Regions from separate parts of the Bombyx mori genome. Here region 2 is linked to region 1. The links are chromatin contacts, called in public Hi-C maps. All regions are on one chromosome and are shown on one strand. Each heading gives the region's core, a stretch centred on a gene start, on an enhancer-like site or on the middle of the called end of the contact. The rest is flanking DNA. Distances are from core to core; before and after follow the strand shown. Region 1 overlaps LOC134199507 (a long non-coding RNA gene). Region 2 overlaps E75 (nuclear hormone receptor E75).

Region 1 (2,700 bases), core at 71-2,570:
CATTTTGATCTTTTAGTTTTTAAATACTTTTTACAATAGTAGAGTTGTTCTTATTATTTCTTGCTGTGATTTTCTTTAATAAATGAGAATAATTTTTTTAACAAGATTTACATCATAATCGGCTAAATATCAGAAGATACGGTTAAGCATGAGACCCGCCTTCCTCGACCTACTTTCTGATCAAACCGCCCATATCTGTAGTATATTCACCATGATAGCCTACCTAAATTACCCCCAATACTTATCTCAATCTCCGCATAAATTCGGTGGGACTTTGCGAATTGCGAATCAATCATGCGTTTAAGGCTTTCTCCTTAAGTATGAAATTGGGCAGCGGGATTTACTTAGCTCTGGCATAATGGACTAGTTATTAGTGCTAAGTAATATCAGAACGCAACCTCGTCTACCATCATACCATAATAATTAAATAAACAAAATATCAATATGGGTGCACATTTCTAAATTTAGTTTACAATCATAAAATTAACGATGCTACATTTACCCTATCAGCGTTTATTATTATAAATAAAACATTATTTAAATTCGAACGTTAATTATATTTGTAGTTTCCGAGGTAAATACGTATGGATTGAGGTCACATAATATATCCTGGTGTTTATTGTGTAGTTTTTAAAAATGTGAAATGACTTTTAGGCGTTTGAGTGCTCCACGAGGCAACGTCGACACAGCTGTCGAAAGTAACAACTTTCTAGGTCATCTTCACCATCACACTAATCACGGATTTTATAACACACACCTTTCCTAATACCTACCAATTTTTTTTTGATCTAGGAACAAAATTATTATGAACTTATAATTTGAGCCTTTGTGCGAAAAATAAAAATAGTAAAAAAAAATCTAGATAATCTCAAGATTATTATTGGTTAGTATAGCTTCTGTATAGGAAGTAATTTATCTCAGTGTAGTTAATTATAAATAATCGAACATATTATTTTATTTTGTCTTCAATTACCAGGAACACGAAAAAAAAAACTCGAAACTAACGTGAAATTAATCCACAAATGTTTTATACATATGCCCCAATTCTCATTAAAACCTAAGAAAATGCATCAAGATCAAAAAATATTAATAGTTAATCAAACAATCTAGATGAAACGGAACTTAGTGTCCAATTTTAACAATATTTTTATACAAAAACAGATACAGCTTTCTACTAGCAGGTCAAACACGAAGAGATCGTAGAGTGGAAAAGGTGAAATTTAACGGAGCGAGAAATCGACGGGATGCGGTGTTTATTGTAACGAGCGCGCGATCGGGCGTGCGGCGCGGCGGCGGCGTGCGCGCTAGAGAAACCGAAAGTAATGGCGTCGTATTCAACCCACTTTCACTGTTGCGGTGCGCGAGCGCGAGCGCAGCTGACACCCGCTTGGCCCTTATTTGCCTTTGATTAACCTGCAAACGCATTAAACGATACGTCCTTATTACGTTTCTTATAATGAAACTTTGTTGCAGTTTCAGTTAAATTATTATAGTGGTGAACGAAAATGAAGCGTCAAGCCAAATCACTGGTGGTAGGACCTCTTGGGAGTCCGCACGGGTAGGTACGCCTATTTCTGCTGTGAAGCAGTAATGCGCTTCGGTTCGAAGGGTGGGGTAGCCGTTGTAACTTTTTTTTTTTTTTTTTTTTTTTTTATTGCTTAGATGTGTGGACGAGCTCACAGCCCACCTGGTGCTAAGTGGTTACTGGAGCCCATAGACATCTACAACGTAAATGCGCCACACACCTTGAGATATAGTTCTAAGGTCTCAGTATAGTCACAACGGCTGCCCCACCCTTCAAACCGAAACGCATTACTGCTTCACGGCAGAAATAGGCGGGGCGGTGGTACCTACCCGTGCGGACTCACAAGAGGTCCTACCACCAGTAATTACGCAAATTATAATTTTGCGGGTTTGATTTTTATTGCACGATGTTATTCCTTCACCGTGGAAGTCAATCGTGAACATTTGTTGAGTACGTATTTCATTAGAAAAATTGGTACCCGCCAGCGAGATTCGAACACCAGTGCATCGCTATATACGAATGCACCGGACGTCTTATCCTTTAGGCCACGACGACTTTAAACTATACTAATAAGACCTTAGAACTTATATCTCAAGGTGGGTGGCGGCATTTACGTTGTAGATGTCTATGGGCTCCAGTAACCACTTAACACCAGGTGGACTGTGAGCTCGTCCACCCATCTAAGCAATAAAAAAAACAAAAATAAAAATCTATATTAAAACAAAATTTTAGTATCAGTAGAAAACGCATTCATCTATATATTAATACGTGAAGCAAAAACTTTGTATCCCTTTTTACGAAAATTGCACGGACGGACGAGTATGAAATTTTCCAGACTTATAGAGAAGAAGTGCACAACGCTAATATTTTTTTTAAATAATGCATAAAATATACATTAAATCAATAAAGAAAACATTACACACATTACATACCATGTATTTGACGCACACATGCATGCATAGTATTTATTGTCAAACTTTTGTTCTTGACGTCTGTGGTCAAATTGAGAATAGATTAAAATTTAATATTGTTTGTCTTTGTTAATATTTTTAATAGTGTAGTTTTGGCGAAATTTGTGATTATAGAAGTATAAAATACAATCATAATAGTGTACAAACTTACAATTCCAATTAATAATAGTCGAATTTCGACAACTGCGGGACCTCTAGTAAAAA
Region 2 (2,700 bases), core at 37-2,536, 110 kb before region 1:
AAACAATCTTGAGAAACATTCAATAGAGTTCATTAAAATTTCTTCTGTATTAATTATTCACAGACTCATTAAAGCAATACACAATATACGTGATGCTTGTAAAATTTATTGAATAAAAAGTATACTAAGTAGTAGTATGTATTGCAATAATTTATATGTAATTAATTATCTATGAAATAAAACTAAGAATGGATCAACCAGCTAGAGTTAATTCTTTAAGATGCTTTATATAATATTTTTGTTCCTAAATTTGGAGTGAATAGGCCATCATTATTTTACCAAGTAATCTCTATAGGTGGCTGAACTTATAAATAGAAACGAGCCTAGTTTCGTGTAAGCATCTGCGGGCTGGGTGATCGTAGGGTGGCGGGCGCGGTGTTGGCCGTGAACTCTGCTAACCCCCACGGCATGCCCACTTGTAACAATAATAAAATATTGGCCTGCCCATAACAATGCCTATTATAACAATACCTTATATGTATCATCGGCCTGACTAGCCATTTGTGTAAAGATTGCATTTTTTTTTAAATATTGTTACGTTGTATACAGTAATCGTTATTAGACAAAAAGCTATGAAATTCTAAATGACATGGACAGTGTAATATTTGTCTTTGGTAGCACCGGGTATTTTTGGTCTGAATTACTATTCACCACCGGGTGTGGGGTTGCCCATTGACGTCATCGGAGCGCATGCGCGGTCCTCTCGCGTACTCTGCTGCGACCTACAACCATAATTTCGCGCCAAACCGACTTTAGCCGTTCGCCGGTTATAACCTAGCTTTGGGAAATCCAGTGTTTGAACTTAGCAAAAATGGAAGGCAATAGAGAACAAATACCTTTTACGGCTGAATTCAAAGGTGAGTCAGAGAGACAATATATTTTTTTAGTCTTGAACTTGACTTGTGTGTGTGGGTCAATGAACTTACCTACCTATGTATATTATGATTATGAGACCAAGATATACCACGAAATTTGTTTACGTGATTTGAAAGTTTGAATTAGGATAACATGATCTGCTTTAACTTTTACAGTACAATTTAAGAAAATTCAATCGTTCTGATAAAACAATATTAAATCATCGTGTTGTTTTTTTTTTAAATTTACTAACATTATTAAGACAATTATTGAATTGGAATAGCTTTGCAATAGCTTTGAAAACTGCAATATCGATTATTTTAATTTGTTTAGGGTTGTCGCGACGGGGTTAAACCCTAGGTCTCACTCAGCAAAGGGGTCGCTCGGTGACTCAGCTACATTCAGACCGGAACACCGGCTGTTATTACCGCACCAGTGCAGGGTGCACTACACACGGTCACCCCGCTTCGTCGCACACAATTCCGCCACTTGTATTTATATCCGTTCCAATTTTACTGTCGATGCATCCATTTAAAAAATGACATGGTTTATAATTTATTTGAACTTAATACTTCTTTTGATGTAACTGTTCGATTATCGATATTATAATTATTTTTATCATTGCATCGCTTTCATTCGCGAGTTGTATTCTAGTTTAGTGAAAGTTGAAAGCTCGTGTGCCTTAGGGTGCCTTGGGGCATTTCATTTCAAACAAATCAAAAAGTATTCACCGTTTGCCGTAAAATAAGGCATCTTTCTAAACAAAACGTTTTCTATGAGAAGCAAACTTCTTCATAAATCAGTGTTATCCAAAATGCTTCCTTTCTGTGAGCGAACATGCGTTGAAATCTCGGCCTATGAATATCGTTTTGAATTCATTTTTCCATGAATAGAGAGATACGTCGACGCCCTAGACTATACCGTACCTAAGGAAAAATAGGTGTGTGTTTGAGTGTGCGTCGAGTACGCGTCTCTATGAGGTACTTAGAGAGTGCATCGCTCCCGGGCGCCGGTGTCGTCGCACTGCATATAGGCCAGTGCACGCGAATGCCCCCACTCCCCCCGCTGCACTTAGCAATTTTCCATTTCCATCGTATCACGAATCGGTCAATTCTAGCAGCAGTTGAATCAAGCTGATGTCGTAACGCGGCGAAATTTCTCAGGCCTTTCTCTGCCCGCATTCGTCACAGTCATTGTAACTGAAGGGCTTCTTATAAAACTATCGAATCGACAGTATACGTTTTAAAAAAATTATATAACGTGCCTTTAAATACGGTTGTCTGACTTTATACTGCAGAACTTAGAACTAGCAATACCGAATTTATAAATTTAACAAACTTTTTTCGATTATCATGATTGATTGTTACCATCTTAACGAATGTGTGATGACCTCTGTTGTAAGGTTACGTCATCTATTAATTAATTGTTGTTCGTAACGTAAGTAAATTGTTTTACGTAGCAGGCTTGGATTATCGATACTTAGAAGAATGCCTACGCGCCTTGTTAACATTGAGTTCGAAGCGCTCGTTGTGCCAGCAACGTAAAGTGTCGTAACACAGGCGTTTGAATGCGAGTTACGACCTCTCGTGTTTGAGGAAACAGATGTAGTTACAAGTTCCCTGGGTCGTTGCCCGCCCGCCCGTCCATTTTGTGTGATCCCCCTTTTTTTTTTTATCAAATTGCCGCGAAAACGTTCGGTACAATTTAGTAGTAACTATTTATTCTTTTGTTTTTCATTTACATTGAGGTTAGTTTGTTTAGTATTTTGAGTTATTTCTGTAATAAATTATAATGCTTAGTATTACTTATTTTTTTTATTATAAAAATAATTCTGTACTTAGTATC

The links. Hi-C and Micro-C count contacts between places; a contact is called where the count stands out from the background.
Region 2: a contact with region 1 is called in a Hi-C map of midgut, with 2.2 times the contacts expected there. The contact joins two enhancer-like sites. A contact is called at or near these places in 3 of 7 Hi-C or Micro-C datasets (midgut, posterior silk gland and whole pupa).

What each region holds. Positions count from the first base shown.
Region 1 is chr10:7,774,766-7,777,465 of ASM3026992v2, reverse strand. LOC134199507 (a long non-coding RNA gene) reads left to right here. Exons shown (of 3, transcript XR_009974019.1): 3 at 1,182-1,623. Among protein-coding and RNA genes, the nearest start is that of LOC134199507, 6.3 kb to the left of the region's middle. Within about 2 kb of position 1,320, at least 3 of the 8 cell types and tissues checked have open chromatin away from gene starts, as enhancers often do.
Region 2 is chr10:7,888,242-7,890,941 of ASM3026992v2, reverse strand. The region is part of intron 1 of E75 (nuclear hormone receptor E75); the gene reads left to right. Among protein-coding and RNA genes, the nearest start is that of LOC134199506, 51 kb to the right of the region's middle. Within about 2 kb of position 1,286, at least 8 of the 8 cell types and tissues checked have open chromatin away from gene starts, as enhancers often do.